Regions from separate parts of the Canis lupus genome. Here region 2 is linked to region 1. The links are chromatin contacts, called in public Hi-C maps. All regions are on one chromosome and are shown on one strand. Each heading gives the region's core, a stretch centred on a gene start, on an enhancer-like site or on the middle of the called end of the contact. The rest is flanking DNA. Distances are from core to core; before and after follow the strand shown.

Region 1 (4,377 bases), core at 1,164-3,663:
TGATGAGACCCACGTCATATGGCTCTCTGCTCAGTAGGGACTCTGCTTCTCCCCCTCCACCACCCACCCTCTGCTTGTGCATGCCCTCTGTTTCAAATAAAATCTTTAGAAAAATATTTATTTATTGATAAGAGACACAGAGAGAGAGGCAGAGGCACAAGCAGAGGGAGAAGGAGGTTCCCCAAAGAGAGCCCGATACGGGACTCGATCCCTGGACCCCAGGATCAAGCCCTGAGCCACAGGCAGATGCTCAATCGCTGAGGCACCCAGGCGTCCCATGAATGAAATCTTGAAAAAAAAAAAAAAAAAAAAAAAAATATTCCCTTACAGTGCCTTCTCATCAATGTTCAGTTTAATAGAGCTCTAACAACTTAAGTAAGTGCCTGGTCCTTGAATTATTTTTCACAAAAAACTACAGGCTTTTTCCTATATATGACTACAACATGCTTGGTGGTGCTATACGGTCATAGTGAGAAAGCTAAGGCCTGGAATGAGAAAGATTTAGTCCAGCTCTAAGACCAGGCTGAGTAACACTGGGCAAGTTTTCCAGAGTCGGCTTCCGCTTTTGTAAATGGGAAGGCCAGCTACTTTCCAGCACTGTAATGGGGTTTGAGAAGTTCTCAGAGGAATGCATGGATGGCTCAGTGGTTGAGCATCCACCTTTGGCTCAGGTCCTGGGATCGAGTCCTGTCCTGCATCAGGCTCCTTCTCCCTCTGCCTGTGTCTCTGCCTCTCTTTCTGTGTGTCTCATGAATAAATAAATACAATCTTTTAAAAAAAAAAAAAAAAAGGAAATTCTCATAAACGTTATGCATGGGCCTGCCGCACATCCCACATTCAACGTATTCCATTCCCTGCCCTCATGCACACATCACCTTTTGGAAACCACAGATCACGCAGAAAGGTTTAGGTGGCACTTATACAAACATCTATGCCCTACTGTATTGCCGTTGGACTCACACATGTTCATCTACTCCACAATTAATTAGAAAAGGGGACATACCCTCACGAGCTTGGAAAACGGCCTGACCACAGATGTGCTAAAGCACCGCACCTTTAAAACAGTAATAAAACATTTCAAACGATTAGTTTCCGAGTATCATCACACAGATTACCATGAGCTGCTATTTATCCCCTAGGGGTAAAGTCCCCCCCCCCCCCATTGAGATTCATCCCTAGTTGCCTGGGAAATAGGCTTTCCCACCAACTCCCCAGTTTTGCTAGAAACAGGCTGAGGCTAGCACACGTCAGTGTAAGAGAGAAAACACAAATATGGCTGAAATACAGTTTTCAAAAAAAACCCCCAAGATGACGATGATGATTTTCAAAAAAAACCCCAAGATGATGATGATTATTTGCATTTATATCACCACCCGTGTATTATTATTATTTGCATTTATATTTCCACCCGTGAGGAAGGATTTTAGTTTAAAAAAAAAAAAAAAAAGGGAGGCTTCCAGTCGTGATGTGCAAGAGATACACCTTCTTAGAAACCAAATGATATAGGAAAACGGAGACTGATCCTCTGAGCATTGCAGCCGTCTAACGTGAGCCCAAGCCCTAGTTCTCAGACACGGGATCTGGCCTCCCGAGGAACCGAGCTGGAGCTCGTTTAAATAGCATCTGCAAGGGCACAGGTCACCTTAACATAATATCTCAAATCTGCAGCGTTATTACACCAAAACTGGCTGCGGGGATCCAAATACTTCATCACGCATGAACACTCAGCCAAGCGGCGAGGCGTCGTGCCATGCACCGTGCTGCCTTGTAGCCTAAACAGCACGGCTTTCCCTTCCCACTCCATCTTCCGTGTGACTCTGCGGGCTCGAATCTCAGCTCTGTGCACCCCTTACTGGCTGGGCGGCCAAGGCCGAGTCACTTAAACGCTTCCGTCTCCTTCTCTTTGCACAAAGGTGAAAAATGGGCTTTGCAAATAATCCTGAAGCGTTACTGGTGGGCCCCTGAGAGGTTTAGGCACAACGACAGAGTTAAAGGACTGGGGGCGTGGGGCGTGTCCTTTCCTCGGCGTCCGGGGCAGGCCCCCCGCCCCCGCGTTGCTCCTCAAGCTCAGCGGCGTCCCGAGGCTGTGCTCCGGGCTCCCCAAGGTCAGGCGCGCGTCCCCCTGCGCCCCCCGCCCGCAGGGCGCCGGCAGGGCCGCTCGCCCCCACTCGCCGGGCCCCACGAACCCGACGGCGGCCACGCTGTCCCAGCTGCGGCCTCGCCCCGCGGCTCCTAGGGCTCTGGCACATTCCGCCCTAAGAGGGATCCTCTCGCTAGTTTTCAGGACCTCCGTCCTCTCTCACCTGCCGGGACAGCCCGGACACCGCTGGGGCGGCCATCTTCTCCGGGGGGCTGTAGGTCAAACCCGCGTCAGAGAGACTCAAGGGCGCACGCGTGCGTCAGCGTAGCCGCTCGGCCCTCTGGGAAATGTAGGCGCAGGTGGTCAGGCCGCATGCGCAGGGGTCGCCGTCAGGCTGGGAGTTGTGGTTCTTAGAAACAAGTGTTAAAAGAGTTGGACCCGCTGAGCTAGCGAGCTCGGACAGCGCCTTAAGTTGAAATCCTTGTTACCACGTAATCCTTACCTGTACGGTGGATTTGTTGTCCCTCGTTTTCAAATTTCCATCTAGACAAATAGATAAGTTAGATAAATATTTCCATTTTCAATTTCCATTTAGGGGCTGCCCCGGTGGCGCAGCGGTTTGGCGCCGCCTGCAGCCTGGGGTGTGATCCTGGAGACCTGGGATCGAGTCCCACATCGGGCTCCCAGCGTGGAGCCTGCTTCTCCCTCTGCCTGTGTCTCTGCCTCTCTCTCTCTCTCTCTCTCTTGTGTCTATGAATAAATAAATAAAATCTTAAAATAAATAAATTACCATTTATATAAATAGATAAATTAGATAAATATTTCCATTGTAAATTTCCATTTAGATAAGTAGATAAATTAGATAAATATTTTCATTAGATAAATAGATAAATAAGTTACATTTATTCCCCAATGCACTGCAGCTCCTTGGATATGGCCATAATAGTGGTTTGTGATTACTTGAGTTTTGGGGTTTATTTAATGGTTGATTTACATGGTAGTTTATTTAATGCAATTATTTGAATTTTAGGGTTTATTTAAACCACATATATAGTTTCATTTTTTATGTTGAGTCTCAGGACAGCTCTGAGACGTAGGTAGTCTGGTACTACCCCCCCACCCCCCACCCCCGCATATGTCCCATTTCACATTGATGACTAGCATCATTAGGATCTTTTATCCCTTCTTTCCTCCGCGTCCAAAGGATGTATCAAGCTCAGTTCTTCCCTCTGCATAAAAGGAAAGGAGCTGTAGGGCTCCAGCTGCAACTCTTCCTGCTCAGTGCCTGCCTGGGCGGTGACAGCTCCTACCTCCACCCCCTCCACCCCTCCACCCCCTCCACCCCCCCACCCCCATCTCACCACCAACTCGTTGGTCTGTAAGGGGATATGAGGTTCCCGGTGCCTGAATTCTTGATTCTGGGTAGAGCACAGTGGTTATCCGAGGTTATCTTGGGGTTGAGCAAGTGTGACATTGAAACTGAAAACCCAACACTAGCCTTGGCCAGTTTCTCTGCATTCACAAAAACAAGCGATTTTCAGCCTATTTCACCCTAAATGGAGCTTACTCTTATTTTCCTCTTCTGTACAGTAGAGAACTGGCGAGCAGAGCACGGGTGGGTCGGAGTTCCCTGGTTGAAATTAAGGGGTCCCGCGGTCAATTAAGTTTTTTTTTTCCTGTTCAGATCCGTTACAGGAACACAGATTAATATTCATTAGTTTACCCTTGTAAAGAGCAGTTTTCTCCCCATACATAATACTTGTAAGAATGCAGAAAAGTGCAGGGAATATAATTACTGTCTTTTTCATCACTCAGAGGCAGCTGTTGTCAATATTTGAGTGTCAGCATTTGAGCAGTTTTTTTCAGTATTATAATGGGTATTATAATAATACCTGCCTTATAGATTATTAGGAAAATAAAGATGTTATATGTATATGAAGTATTTAGAGCAATTGCCTGGCACAGTGGCACTCAGTGTTAGTTCCTTATTTTGCATTTGTTGTTGTTACATATATGGATTATAATTTATATACAATTTAGTTTCTTGCCTTTTTCCTTAATACAAGAGGAAAAAGAATTATATGTGATTTATGAATGTGTGCTTACAATATAATATAGGAATATTTCAAAGTTCTATAATTTTCATAAGCATATTAATGGCTGCAGAATAACCCATCAAGTGAATATTCTGTATCTTAATTATTCATCTGAACATAATTCAGATGGTTTCCAGGTGGGTTTTTTTTTCCCCATTTTAAACAATACTGCATCTCCTGAGCATCTTAAATACAAACTTT
Region 2 (4,377 bases), core at 1,331-3,830, 130 kb after region 1:
CCTAGTGATTTTATCATTTTTTAATGAGCCCATGAGCATTCTGGTGCTGTGCTTTAAAAAAAAAGTTGGGTAGCCTGGGGGGTCTCAGCGGTTTAGCGATACCTTCAGCCAGGGGTGTGATTCTGGAGGCCCTGAATTGAGTCCCGCGTCCGGCTCCCTGCATGGAGCCTGCTTCTCCCTCTGCCTGTGTCTCTGCCTCTCTCTCTCTCTCTCTCTCTCTCTCTCGCTGTCTCTCATGAATAAATAAATAAAATCCTTAAAACAAACAAATAAATAAAAAAGTTGAAGAGGGAAAATCAGGGTAGTTGCCCTTTCTCTCTCTTTCAGAAGGAATGGAGTGAGCCCCCTGGGCAGCCACCAGATTGGGATGGTTGGGGGTGCTATGTTGGGGCATTATGCAATCAGACTAATTTCCTTATACTAACTATCAACATGCTAGACTGTCAAAGAGCTAGACCCTTCACTCATCCCTGGGTAATAGGGAAAAAGTATGGGACTTCCGAGGGGGAATGCTAAGAGTTGAAGTCACCTGGTGGTATTGACTTGGTCTTTGGCCTGGTATATTACCTCGGAGTCCATATTTTATCATTCCCAAACTGGAACACGTGGCTGATAACAGGAGGGACAGTTGAAGTAGGGACCATCCTAGAAAACCTGTAACCCACCTATGGTTCAGAAAGTCTTTGCTTTCTTCTGTTATTTATTTATAGTATTCTATTTTTTTTTTTTTGTTGTTGTTGTTACCCAAAAGTGAAATGAGTCAACACTAACCAAGTAATTTGTATTAATACCTGTGTAGTTTTTCTTTGGAAGAGTATGAGTTGTGAAGTCCAAGAACAGAAAATGTTAAAACCCAGATATCACAGAATAGATGTGTTCAAAAATCATCTTAATTTTGATGGGGGAGAGAGATAAGATCTGAGAGATACTAAAGTGTCAGGATAAGGTGACAAAGAGACTCCATTCTTGTTTTACATGGAACACGTGGTAAATCTGAATAATATCATTGGCATCTTCATCTGCGTGCTGCGAGGTAACCAGAGGCTGGACTAGGTATGGGCTCAGCCTTCCTATAGTCTTGTTCCAAATTTTCTATTACTGTTTGACCTGGGCCTAGTTGCATAACCTTTGTGTTCCTGTATTTTTGAATCCTTAAAGTGGGGGGTTAATAATAGTATGTGCCTCACAAAGTAAGAATTTTAGGAGGGGCATGTGAAAACCTTAGTGCAGTGCCTGATACACAAGTCTAAGTGCTCAGTAAGTTTTACCTATTAGCATCAAAGCACTTTAAATACAGACATTTCACCTACAGCCCTTTCTAATGGGGGCAAGCACAGTATTCGGGGGCGACAGCTGCAAGGGGCTCAGTCTCTAAGCAGTGGAACTGGGGGAAGAAAAAATGCATTTTGTTCAACGCCTGCCAGGAAAAGTAGAGCCAATGGCTGGAGGGAAAGGTGAGCCCTGTGTGCCTCTTTGGGGGGTAAAGGGAACGTACCACGAGACTCTCCTCCCTCCAGGGCACGCTCAAGCTCCCAGACGGTTACTAAAAGGGCTTTCCAAGTTCGCAGCTGGTCCTCTAAATGAACGCTGAGCAAACATTTAAAGAATATCGGTTTGAGCCAAAGTATTAGCCTGCCCTTGGCAACTACACGTGGGGCAGGCCGGGCTCACACAACAACAGATGCCTGTGTCGCGCCCGGGTCTGTGCAGGCATCGTTCTCCGCAGCTTACGTGCATCAGCTCACTCAAAGGCATCGCGGCCCTGGGAAGTAGGTGCCCTTCACCTCCCCTTTCTGCAGGAGCCCGCCAAGGTCAGGCGGCCGGCGAGCGACGGGGGCTGACCCGACCTCGCGCCCTGCGCCCGCCTCGCCGGGGAAGGGGCCCCGGGAATCCGCGTCTGCGGCCGCCCGTGCACGGCGGTGGGCAGGGGGCGCGGAGGGGCAAGGTAGCCCGGAGCATCCCTCCGCGCGCGGAAGCGCAGTCCCCGGCCGGAACGTTCTGGAACTCCCCTGCGCAACGGCGGGCGGGGAGAGCCCAGGCCCGGCCGCGACCCCGCCCGGAGCAGCGGCGGCCGCCTTCCAGGGTCCCCCCGCGCGGGGAAGCCGCGGGCGAGGGGCGCGCGCACGGACCAGACCGCACCGTTCGGCGCACGCGCACACGCACACGCACACGCACACGAGGGCGCCCGCTAGCCCGCCGCCCGGGAGGAGACGGAAGGCGTGGAAAGTTCCAGCTGGTTCGAGAACCGTAGGTAGCTGGAACGGCGGCGGCGGCAGGGTCGGAGGCGGAGTGCGGCCCGCGCTGGCCCCCTCCCGGCCGAGCCCGCGGCGCCGCCGCCGCCCCGCCCGCGCCCGCGCCCGCGCCCGCGCCCGCGCGGCGGCTGCGGGGCCAGGGGTGCCCCCCGCGGAGGGGGAAGCGGACTGCCGAGGGGGCGCGGCGCGGCCGCCTTAAGGAGGGGGCGGGGCGCGGCGCGAGGGGGCGGGGCGCGCAGGGGGGCGTGGCCGGGCGTCTGCGCAGCTGCCAGAGCCTTAAAGCCCGGGCTCGCTCGGCCGGAGCGTGCTTTCGCCGCCCGGGAGCCTTCCGGCCCAGCAGCGCGTCAGGCCCCCCGCGGTCCCCGCCCCTCCTGCGTCCCGGGAGCCGGCTCGGTCCGGAGCCGCGCGCCGAGCCTCCGGGCATGCCCCGCTACGAGCTGGCTTTGATCCTGAAAGCCATGCAGCGGGTAAGTGACCTTCCCCCCACACACAGCCCGCCTTCCCGCGCGGCCGCCGCCGCCCCCGCCCCCGCCCCCGCCCTCAGCCGCTAGGCCGTCGCCCCCCGCTCTCCCCGCGCGGCCGGGCGGGGGGCGGCCGGGGCCGCGGGCGGGCGGCGGGCGGCGGGCGGCGGGCGTCCGCGCTGAGGGGGGCGCGCGTGGGCCGGCCGGCGCGCGAGGCCGCGTGCGCGCGGGAGGCGGGGGTGTGCCCGCGCGGGAGCGCGGCCGCGGGAGGGTGTGCCTCGCACGCGGCCGGCCGGCGGGGCGGGCGGGGGGCGGGGCGGCCGCGGGAGCCCCTGAAGGTCCGCGGGAGGACACGCGCGAGCGCCCGGCCCCGCTCCCGCCGTCGCGAAGCTGCCTCGTCGCCGGCCCCGCCGCCGCCGCCGCCACCGCCACCGCCGCCGCCGCCGCCGCTCCGCCCGCTCCGCCTCCACTCTAGCGCCCGCCGGCCGCCCCGGAGCCGTCCGCGCTCAATAAAACGTGTTCTCCACAGCGTGTTTGTGCAGTTTTCTGGACCACGGGCGCTTATAACCGACCTCACGTTTTTTTTTTTTTTTTTGAAAAAAAAAAAAAAAAAGAAAAAGAAAAAAAAAAAAAAAAGAATCTTTGACTTCTCTTTTTCTGACTAGAGCGAAAATCCTGCTCCGGGTGCCCTTAGCCCAGTTTCATTCATCCAAGTTGTGGCCTTTTTTTGCGCCTTCCGGAAGAAACTTTGGCTCCCCCTGCTTTTTGATTGATCTTGAGGTAGGGGACTTCAGGTTTTGGAGGGATGCTAAGCGAACCTGCGAGCCCGTTCGTTGCAAGTGATGGTGAGGCCGAGGACAGGGCCCCGCGGCCCGGAGGCGGCTCTTCGTCCTCTGTTCTGGGTCAGGTACTCCACAAGCCTTCGCCGAAATCCCCATCCTTCCCGTGAATTCGGTAACGTAGAGTGTGGTCTGTGCTCCACCCCCACCCCCTCTATTCCCCCGCTCCCCCTCCCCACTCCCGTATAATAAAAAATAATAATAATAAAAACTCTCTCACGTCTCAACTTGGGAAGCAGAGCGTCCTCCAGCGCCAGAATCACGCACGCTTAGGGTCAATACCTATTCACTGAAGTTTGGTTGAACTTAAATTTAAGCCTTGGGATCACGGTCCGACCTTACAGAAAAACCGGTGATCACGGAGCTTGAGGCAACTGTTCTGTAGTCTCCGCACATTACAGAGTGGGAAAGGACACCAGTGCCTCTTGATCAGGGCTAGAGAGGCTGTGCCATTGTGTCCCGAGCTTGTGCTCCCAGAATCTGGGAGAAGAGAAGATTGTATTGTTTAGCCTCCGGAGGATTCCCCCTTTCTGGCTCTAAGCCCTCCACGCTAAGATATTATTGCGTAGGGAGAGTAGGGAACAAGGAAAAACCAGAAGCACATTATTAAAAAGGAAGCGTTTTTAATTATGTAGGAACTGGTTAAGCCCTCCCTTTAACCTGTGGCTTTTAGGCGATACCATAGAGCCTGGGAAACGTGGTTATTGAAATTTATTTTACCTTGTTTTGGGGACCAGACAGACTAGTAGTAGTAGAGTATAGGCGTGATAGTTGTTCCTTGCATAAACCTTTGAAATGAAAACTCCGCACTCTTTGTTTTTAGCA

The links. Hi-C and Micro-C count contacts between places; a contact is called where the count stands out from the background.
Region 2: a contact with region 1 is called in a Hi-C map of blood, with 2.3 times the contacts expected there. The contact joins the promoter of SLC5A3 here to the promoter of ATP5PO in region 1. A contact is called at or near these places in 3 of 9 Hi-C or Micro-C datasets (amygdala and blood).

What each region holds. Positions count from the first base shown.
Region 1 is chr31:29,064,903-29,069,279 of UU_Cfam_GSD_1.0, forward strand. ATP5PO (ATP synthase subunit O, mitochondrial) reads right to left here and starts at 2,414. Exons shown (of 7, transcript XM_038581415.1): 1 at 2,304-2,414; 2 at 1,004-1,054. The coding sequence starts at 2,339.
Region 2 is chr31:29,192,907-29,197,283 of UU_Cfam_GSD_1.0, forward strand. It overlaps SLC5A3 (solute carrier family 5 member 3), which reads left to right and starts at 2,581. Exons shown (of 2, transcript NM_001195140.1): 1 at 2,581-2,719.